Regions from separate parts of the Sus scrofa genome. Here region 2 is linked to region 1. Evidence: chromatin contacts called from public HiChIP or PLAC-seq data. All regions are on one chromosome and are shown on one strand. Each heading gives the region's core, a stretch centred on a gene start, on an enhancer-like site or on the middle of the called end of the contact. The rest is flanking DNA. Distances are from core to core; before and after follow the strand shown.

Region 1 (4,790 bases), core at 1,404-3,903:
CAGCAGGGTGGAGGCAGGCTCTGAGAGGGACAAGGATGAGGTCTGGGAGATCAGTTGGGAGGCATTCTCAGTCATCCTGGTGAGAAGTAACGAGGGCCTTGAAGAAGATGTGGTTCAGACACAAGGAGATGGATTCAAGACACACTCAGGAGATGGGAGTTGATAGAGCCTGGTGGCAAAGGACAAATGTGAGGGTGAAGAAGAGGGAAAGATGGGAGGTGCCCCGTTTCCAGCTTGCATGCCTCGGCAGAACTACGCAGCAGGATTAGACACACATGGGGAGGCATCTGCTGGGAAAGAATTAAGTTAGTGCTGGACACTACATGCTTGAACATCTATCAGGCAATCTAACCGTAGAGGGAGACTACTTTGGAAGGGGAGTGGGCAGTCATCAAAGTAACGGGGTCCGTGGGTGTGAATGAATGTGTCAAGTTAAAAGAGGGCTGAAGACAGAACACTGAGAAACACAGCATCTAAGGGCCGGGCACAGAGGAGAGCCCCAGAGACCAGGTTCCAGGTCTATGCCCACACCCCCTCTTTCCCCAAGAGAAAGACGCCTTCCTCTAATCCAAGACTCGCATCTCGACTGCCACCCACCCTGGATTCCTCTAACCCAAGGCGCACACCTCGACTGCCACCCTGGATTCCCTTCCTTTGTGCTCCTTCAGGTCTTTCTCCACCCCTGAGCCTTTAGTCTTCAGCCTCTTCTCCCCTCCATCAGGCGATGCACGTGTTTTCTTGTATTAAAAAACGAAGCCCTTTCCCGGACTATGCTTCTTCTTCTTTTCACCCCATCTCATTCTCTTTCTAAACTCTGGAAAGAATTGCACGCTCTCTACTCCCTCATTTCCCATTCGCTCGGCCTAACGCAATCTGGCTTCTGCCTCTACCTCTCGTGTCACCTAATGGATGAGTCCAATGAACACCTTGTAGGTTTTCTTCAACTTCCCTGGGGCTTAGACATTCTTGTAATTTTCTTCTCTTGGCCTTCAGAACCTCATGGCTCTCATATGGGGACCCACTTCTCTTTGCTATTCCCAGCAGTGTTCTGCCTTTTGCTGCTCTTCTCCAGACTCTTCTCGGGCCGTCTTGCCTACCTCAAGCATCTTTAACTGTTAGCTCTGACCCTCTGAGGGCTACCTATTGGCCATTTTTATGACTTGTTTTGGAAGTAAGACGGAGGAATAAATATACATATACTGGCTATTTCTAACTGGCAACAAAATTTAACCTGTCCCAAACTGTACTCCCCTCCTCCTCCCCTGCACTTCCTCTGACTCCTTCCCTCACAATCCTGCTCCTCTGTATGTAGTTTCTATCATGTTTAATGTCGCCTAAGAAAAAAATTTTGACAAATCTTCACATTGTACACCTTACACAATGTTATATGTCAATTATATCTCAATAGAGCTGGGGGGGAAAAGATTAAAAAAAAAGAAAAAAAAAGTTGAGGCTCAGCCTCGGCATGGCTCTGATCCCTATCCCACATATTCGACCAGTCATTAACTCCTGAAGGTTATTTTACAAAGTCTCTTCAGGATCTGCCCCTGTCCCCCTTTCCTGCTGCAGGTCATTGCCTGAGCTCAGGCCCTGAGGTCCTAGATAAACAACAACGATATCCTTCTAGCTGGTTCTCTTCCCTCCAATCCACCTTCTCTATTGAAACTAGACCAAATCTCCCAGAAGATGGATCAGATTTTGCTGTTCTTCTACTGTAAATCTTTAATTGCTCCCTGGTTTCTCTAGGATAAGAAAACAAACTGCATATAAGACCCTTCATTAATTATTCTTGGTCCACTTTTCTGACCTCATCTTTAGTACCTACATACTGTGCTCTGCTCCAGCCACACTGAATTCCTGAGGTTCCCCAAGCACACCATGCTGTTCCCTCTGCATAGAGGGCCCATTCCCCTTCCCCGGGCCAGGCTACAGCTGACTTGTAATGCTTCTAAGCCAAGCACCCGACCACCACCTCCTCTGTGGCTGGCAAGCCAGCCTTTCTTTCCAGAATGCTAGAGTAGCAATCATGATCCACCTGCACTGAAATGCTTTTTACACAGTAAGACATCTGAATGCAGCCTTTGGGTATAAATGGACAACGTGCTCCTGAAGTGACAACTCCAGGCGCCGCCTTCTCTTCATTGTTGCATCCCTCATACCTTTACTCCGGGATTGTGCGACTAACATGTATTCAATAAATGTGCGTTGAATCGCAGGCCATGTCTGGGGGGAGAGAACATCTTGAAGGGTCTCTGGAATTAAACAGGAAGCGACCGCCAAGCAGGTGGCGTGCAGCACCAGCCCCAACCGCTGGGCGGCGCACTGGCGGCTCTGCCGTTCGGAGCGGGAGCGGCTCGGGGCAGGGATTCCCCGTCTCACTGGACAGGCCGCTCTCGGGGGCGGGGCCTCGCGCCCCCACAGCCCGCTCAGGGCAGCCCCTCAGCGCCGAGGCCCGAGCGGCGGGTGGAACCGGCGAAGGCCGAAGTGCCGCCGCAGGGGTACCTGGTATGAGCCGCCGGTCAGGGCCAGCTCCGCTAGGACCGCTCGGCCACGTGCGATGCAGCTGTAGGTGATCGGCATCGCGGGCGGCCGGCGAAGGAAAGGCTCCGCGGTCCCAACCGCCCGCGACAGCCTCGGGGCGGCGACTGGGGCGGGGCTGCGCGAGAGGGTGGTGTCTGCGCAGGCGCGGGGAGCGAGTGATTGGCAGGGAGGGAGGCGGGGCCGGCGCACGGGGGGGGCGAGTGATTGGCAGGGAGGGAGGTGGGGCCGGCGCGGGGGGGGGGGCCGCGAGTGATTGGCAGGGAGGGAGGCGGGGCCGGCGCGGGGGGGGGCGGGCCCGAGTGATTGGCAGGGAGGGGGGCGGGGCCGGCGCGCGGGGGGGGCGAGTGATTGGCAGGGAGGGAGGCGGGGCCGGCGCGGGGGGGGGCGAGTGATTGGCAGGTAGGGAGGCGGGGCCGGCGCGGGGGGGGGATGATTGGCAGGGAGGGAGGCGGGGCCGGCTGTTGCCGGGGCTGAGCCTGTGATGAGGCCCCGACGAGGTTTCTGGAACAAGTGGCTTCGGGTGAGTGACGCCTTTTTCGCGGTCGTCCTTAAAATCACGTAGGAGCCCGTTACTTCACCGTGTTGACCTACATGGGATTCAGTCGCAGCCTAGGACACGTAAAAGAGAGACCTCGACTTCAAGTAAAACCCGTGCGTTAGCTCAACGGGCATTTGCTGAAGCCCCCACGCGCTCGCCGGGCGCCTGGACGGACGCGTGTGCGGAGGCCGAGGCTGCAGACCCTGACCGGGGGAGGGCATGGTCTGGTGGTGGTCACGGAGGCACGTGCAGACAAGTGCCAGCCTCGGGTGCCCGGCGGTCGCCGCGAGGCCAAATGCAAGGTGAAGGCATCGCCGCAGCTGGCGCGGAGGCCGCTGGCTCTCCCGGGAGCAGAAGCGGGGTTTCCGCAGTCAGGGCCGGGGTGGAGGACGGTGGCGCAGGGCAGGCAGACGGAGCAGCTGTGGCGGCTTGGACGTGGGCACTGCGCTCCGGGTTGGCTGAGGGTGCGGCGCAGAGGCAGGGTGTGCGGCAGCGGGGGCAGGTTTGAGAGGCGGGCGAGTCCTAGACCTTGAGTTCCTGGACAAGAATGTTTTAAAGACTAAGTTTCAGATAGGCTTAGATGTTTCCATTGGCAAGGGGTTGTGGCAGAGTGGAAAGAAGTCGGACCCTTGGATCCAAGATACAGGCACGGCCGTTTACTCTGTGCCTTTGCTGTAACTTAACCTTTCTAGACTCCATGTGCCAATCTGTAAAATGGGGATAGTCGTCCAGTTTAAATTAAATAATTACGCAGCATACTGTAGATGTGTGGTTGCAGTTTTTATGGTGATAAGGTTTTTATGGTGATGGGAATTACTGGTTTGTTCCTAATGGTATAAATTTAAAGGAGAAATAATTGATGGCCTTCTGGGGTGCCTGGCACGAGGTGAAGACAGGTAGTCGATTGAGTTTATTTTAACTCAGTGCAGGCAAATTGGATTTGACAAGCAAGCAGCAAAACTGGTCTAGACTATATAGCTCCTGGGAAAAATGCTTGGTTGAATCGTTTGTCCTTTTATGTAAAGGAAATCGTGAATCAACTTGGGGATAATATCTTGCATTACAGGTGGGAAGACTGAATTACGAGCACTGGTTACATCACTTAGATGTGGGAAAATGAAATACGTGGATTCTGAGGTCATGCGTTGGTATGGCCTTTCTTACAGTAAAACTAAGCTTAATGAACTTGGCCACACTTGTGTTGCTCCTTCTGTTTCGTAAATCGTGGGGCTGAAAGCCACTGGGCAGTGAAATCATGAGCTGCAGTAACGACAACAAGCATCCGATAGTTGGAGAAGTGGATGTGGGGTCGTCCCCCTCTCAGTGTCACCTCCTCATGTGGAGACAGTCCTCTCAAGCGAGTGTGGTGGGTTAGCCTTGCACAGCCCACAAATTCAGGCGTACGGCAACAGAAAATGTAATTTGTAACACAACTCTTATCTTTTTTTTTTTTTTTTTTTTTTGCCCATGTCCTCAGCATGCCGAAGTTCCTGGGTGAGGGGTCACACCTGAGCCACAGCAGTGACAACATCAGATCCTTAACTGTTAGGCCACCAGGGAACTCCTTAAAAATTAAAAAAAAAAAGCTATCTTTTTTGTGAACCTCATATTATCTGGTATTTGTTTTGAGCTTAGCCTAGTCAACGGGAGGTTTCCTCGGTGAACTCAGGATTCGCCCGTTCTCTCCTTTCTCCACGGGGTGCCACCTGTG
Region 2 (5,148 bases), core at 260-2,759, 720 kb after region 1:
GAATACTGGGTAGATTCCCTGTGCTATACAGCAGGTCCCCCTGGCCAGCCATTCTGTACACCTCAGTGTGCCTAGGCCAGTCCCAAACCCCCCGTTCATCCAAAGATGACTTTGCCAAGTTTAGAGTCAGAGGTCAGGTGAGTGGATGGTGTGGCAGTGACGCCTCCTGTTACCCGGAAGTGCTCCGTCAGCACACTCAGAGCCATTGCCTTCAGAGGGGGCCTGGTCTCCATTACCGCCTGGGGTTCCTACTTTGTTCCTGAGAGATGTTTCTGCATATCTGGGGGTGCCCGCCCCTGGGCCCCGCACCGCTCCCCACCAGCCCGTCACTCACGAGTCCCGTAGGGGTGCCCTCCTGACACCATCTCCTTCTGGTCGGTGACAAATGCAGTTTGCCTGCCCATCCCTCCCCGTCTCCACAGCCCAGGCATCTGCCGGCTCCTTGAAAACATTTGGATCAGAAGCGGGTCCTTGAGCTGGCAGGCGGTGTGGACAGTTCCTCTTCCATGGGCAGAGAAGAGTCAGCTGGCGGGGCGACCATCCCACAGCGAGCGTCTGGGTCTGACTCTGTCCTCACAGACGCCAGGGACCAAAGATCCCGGACGGCACGTTCCCTCTTCTGATGCTTCCGGGCAGAAACGAGGAAGCCTGCCCTGGAGCTCAGGGGACCTGTGACCACCTGAACCGGAATGTAGATGGCCTGCGATGTGCCTTTGTGTGTGTGTTGCTGTGTATTTTCCCTGAAGAGCAGGTCTGTGTATTCCTAGAGATTGCGAGGAGTCAGAATTCCTCCAGCGTTTGCTAAGCGGCTTCCTGGAGTGTAACCATTCGATTCCTCAGGCCGGCAAGTGGTCTTCTTGGGATTCCAACACCTACGCGCCAGGCAGGTCCACACAGAGGCCCATCTCACCGTCTCCACGACTGGGCAAGGTCCCCGGGACGCCCTGCTTCATGGACGGGACAGTGGAGGCCCGGAGAGGTCAAGTAACCCGCCCGGCAAAACCAGGTTTTCTGGATCCCAAATCGCTGGGTCGCAAGGACCTCCGGCCGAGGTCGTGGCCATCTGCTCGGAGCTCTGAGAGGGCCTGACGGGGACGCCTCTGAAAGAGGGCGCTGTAGGTGCACCTGCAGGCAGCCGACTCACTTCTCTGCAGCCCCGAAACTAACGCAGCATCGGGGGTCGCCTAGACGCCCGTAACATTCATAAAACAAAACGAAACAAAAAAGTCGATATTCGGATAAGGGCCGGCAAACCTCAGAGCTATTGAGGGTTCGGTTCCGGACCAAAAACCATATACATGCAGCCTGTGGACGGTGCCAGGCTGGGGGGGACTCGGAGCTGCAGCTGCCGGCCTGCCCCTCAGCCTCGCGGGATCCGAGCTGCGTCTGCGACCCGCGCGGCGGCTTAAACTTAGCCGGCAACTTCCCCGGCCCAACCCGCGGGGTGCGGCCCGGGGTCCAGCGCACACCCGATGGACACTGTGTGCTGCTCTTCACCCGTGAACCCCCGGGGGAACGCATGCTTTACCAACATTTAGAAAGCAGAGCGAGTCACGTGAGAGTTGGAGCCCAGCCTGCTCCCGAGGAAGATCGGAAGCTCCAGCCGCGGGTCTGCAGGCCCGGGCTCCCCCCATCGATCGAGGAGGCCTGGGGCGGAGTAGCCGGCCCTCTAGCTCTCTGCCACCCTCCCGGGCTCTCCTCCTGGCCCGCCCGCCCTCCTCCGCCTCTGGGGGCCTTGGTGTCTGAATTTTCGGCTCCCGCCTTCTCCCGCTCTTTCCTTCCCTCTCCGTCCCCTGGTCCCCACTCCCCCATCCCTCCATCCTGAGAACTGGGGCGGGAGAGGCAGGAGGCCCAGAGGCTGCCTCCCCACCAGGGCGGGAGCTCCGCGAGGAGGAGGGCCAGGTGGCCCAGGGCATCCCCTGGTCCCTCAGTGTCACCTTCCTAGCGTGTCCCTTAAAAAGAGAAGGAACGAGCTGACACACACACGGGTTTTCAATGCCAGTTTTATCCCAGCTGTCTTGTCTCTCAACACAAACAACAGCAGAGGGACTCGGCGGTGCTGAGAAGACAGCTGCAAGGACTCTGACTCGGTCCGTGTCTTCCTGTCCCCTGGACACGGCCAGACACTCGCACCCTGGGTTCCTTGGCTGCAGCAGGCTTTCTGGGACTCTGGGCCTGTGATTCTTTGATTTCAGCATTTGACTCGTGTGAGGGTGAGCATAGAACGTGATTGGCTGTTCTGCTGTGGACTTATTTTATGGATATTTTTAAAGTGTGACTTATGGTAAAATTACATCCATATATATATTACATACATAAAATACATACACACACACACATATATCATGAGGACTTGGGTTCGATCCCTGGCCTTACTCAGTGGGTTAAGGATCTGGTGTTGCCTTGAGCTGTGGTGTAGATCGCAGATGCAGCTAGGATCCCGAATTGCAGTGGCTGAGGCGTAGGCTGGCAGCTGCCACTCTGATTCAGCCCCTAGCCTGGGGACCTCCCTATGCAGCAAGTGCAGCCCTAAAAAGAAAAAATAAAAACATAAATAAATAAATAAACAATAAACAAAGCTTAGGAGTTCCCTCGTGGCTCAGCCAGTTAAGGATCCAGCATTGTTGCTGCTGTGGCTCAAGTCACTGCTATGGCGCAGGTTCTGTCCTTGGGCCTGGAACTTCTGTAAGCCGTGGGCACAGCCAAGACAATTAAATAGGTTTTTTTAGTGTGTCAAAAAAAAGTTCCAACATACCCTGCTTTCTCTTTTGCAAGTCTGGAAGGCAAGAGATGCGAAGGAAGGTTTGCCCTAGAGAGACGGCGTGACTAGGGATCCCGTCCCAGTGGCCAAAGTGCACGCACCAACTCCACGACCAGCTTTCTCCCTCAGTTCAGGGGTGAGAAGAGTTGAAGATCAGTCCTCAGGGAGAGGGTGGATGTGTGACTCCGCAGGAAACCCAGGAGGCCCTGCAGGTGGCCGGCGCTTCGTGCCCCGCTCTGTCCGACGGGCTTGTCTTACATAGAACGTGGCTCCAGTGCGTTTGCTGAGTGGAAACCTGTCTTCCCACCGGAACTGAGCACCCGCGGCAGAGACGTGCCGTTGGGATCTCTGGCTGATCTTCGGTAGAGAGGGCCTCGAAATTCACTGATCTGCACCCATTCACTACATTTGCCGTCGTGGTCACTCCGCATGCATTTAAAGACATCAGCTAGTCCAGTGACCTGAGGCCAGCGAGGTTAGTGCTGAGGCCAGAACGTGGGCACAGCCTGTGCCCGTCTTCGCGGATAGAGGATGGGCTGATCTAGTGTGAGAACACAGCAAGGTGGCCGCGGGGCCATGGCCCCAGGCTGGAGTGCTCTGTGCCCGGACCAGGGAGGCCGCTGCGGAAGACCTCTGGCAGCTGTCCCTTGAACTTGTCTGCAGAAATATTGTCTGTGGTGTAACCTGAAGCACCCTCATCTCCCAGAGTGGTGAGGAGATGCGGGGCCAGTGTGCAGGGGAGCCGGTGGGGATGGGCGTTGCCCGTGCTGCGCTGTCTTCTCATCGGTCCTCTCCTTTCCCCTCGCTCGGAGGCCACGGAGGACACCATCCTGTTATAACAAACGCTACCCTCCAGGCATTGTGGAGCCTGCCTCTGCCCTCCCGATGCCTTTGACAGAGGCCCCAGGGCTGGTGTGCAGTGTGGCCGAGAATTCCAGGAGCTCTGGGAGTTCCCATGATGACGCAGTGGACAAGAATCCACCTAGGAACCATGAGGTTGCAGGTTCGATTCCTGGTCTCGCTCAGTGGGTTAAGGATCTGGCACTGCCGTGAGCTGTGGTATAGGTTGCAGACAAGGCTCTGGCATTGCTGTGGCTGTGGCGTAGGTCAGCAGCTGTAGCTCTGATTCGACCCCTAGCCTGGGAACCTCCATATGCCACGGGTGTGGCCCTAAAAAGCAAAAAAGAAAAAAAAAAATCAGGAGGTCTGATAAGATTTCCAGAGGCCCTCCTATCTGTCCTGTCCCTTCTGTTTCCCGCTGGACCTCCGCTCACTGTGAAATCACACTTCAGGGAGCCCTTCAGACGACCTCGAAGGGCCTCTCTAAGGTTCAAGAGTCTTGATTTTAACCTGAGACCTGCCACTAATGTGCTCGACGGCCTCAGACAGTTCACTGGGTTTCTCCAGGTCTGCCTTTTGCTCCCACATGTGTAGCCTTGTTAAATAAAGAGCTTCTTCCTTTTGGGGAAGGATTAGCAGCTTCTTCCAAGGAACGCAATTCAACTATTTCAAATACCCGCCACAGGCATATAGAGTCTACAGCAGACTTTGGGCTGGGCGGGCAGCCGGGGTGGGGGGTGGGGGGGCTGCAAAGCTCAGGAAGGAGCCAGAACTTTGTGACAAGGGTGGTCGTCCCACGTTCCGCCCGATAAACCGAGGCTTGGAGAAGCCGAGTAAATCGTACGAGGCCACTAGCCTCGGAAGCTCCGGCACTCAACGAGAGTCGCTGTGATATCAAAGGTATGTCCTTCTCATTGCCCCTCTTTGCTACAGAAAAGGACTGGCCTGTGGCTCTGCCCCTGGGCTTTGCGTGTGGAATGGGCCACAGCCCATCTACAGCAGCCACATCAAGGAATGGCCTACAGTTCTGCATAACGGAAAAGCCTACGGCCGTGGGAGAAAAGTAAGTGCCGAAATGAATGGGGGTATGTTTGGGTCGTTGTTATTGGCACTGCTGTTGCCATAGTCACAGCCTGACCCTCTCGTATAACCCCAACTGAGAGCTGCCCCGGTGTCTGTGCGCATCTCTGAGAGTCAGGGGTACGTCTGTGCCACAGACCACGGCAAAGGCTGTCGAAGATGGTTTGGGGAGCTGGGGGAGCCCCAGCCGTTGAGCGGATCGGGGCGGGTGTGTGTCCTGACTCCACCCACCCTGTGTCCCCGCCGTCCGCAACCCAGCCCTCTCCCTGGCTCAGGGCCGTGGCTAACTTCTCTGGGAACCGGTGCCGATCGGAGCGGGTCCTGCCTGTGCCACCTGAGGTTAAGCGAACACCGTTCCCCCAGCGTGGGAATGAAGGATTTCAGAAATCCCACTGCAACGTTCTGTACGGCACCAAACACTCATGCTCTGCAAAGGTTAAACCTCGGGCCAGATTCCAGATTCTTAT

The links. HiChIP or PLAC-seq counts read pairs in DNA pulled down with a chosen protein or histone mark.
Region 2: an H3K27ac HiChIP or PLAC-seq map of skeletal muscle shows a contact between it and region 1, with 18 times the contacts expected there. The contact joins the enhancer-like site here to the promoter of LOC102163780 in region 1. A contact is called at or near these places in 2 of 5 promoter capture datasets (fetal skeletal muscle and liver), 27 of 47 Hi-C or Micro-C datasets (adipose tissue, alveolar macrophages, blood and 13 more) and 2 of 2 datasets of contacts at active chromatin or transcription factors (alveolar macrophages and skeletal muscle).

Annotation. Positions count from the first base shown.
Region 1 is chr8:135,893,020-135,897,809 of Sscrofa11.1, forward strand. LOC102163780 (vesicle-associated membrane protein 714-like) reads right to left here and starts at 2,654. Exons shown (of 6, transcript XR_002346908.1): 1 at 2,160-2,654. It also overlaps a transcript of RASGEF1B not described here.
Region 2 is chr8:136,616,197-136,621,344 of Sscrofa11.1, forward strand. No RefSeq gene overlaps it. Among named protein-coding and RNA genes, the nearest start is that of RASGEF1B, 63 kb to the left of the region's middle. Within about 2 kb of position 1,510, at least 12 of the 83 cell types and tissues checked have an H3K27ac peak or open chromatin away from gene starts, as enhancers often do. A contact at or near this core is called in adipose tissue, fetal liver, fetal skeletal muscle and 1 more, where this site is marked.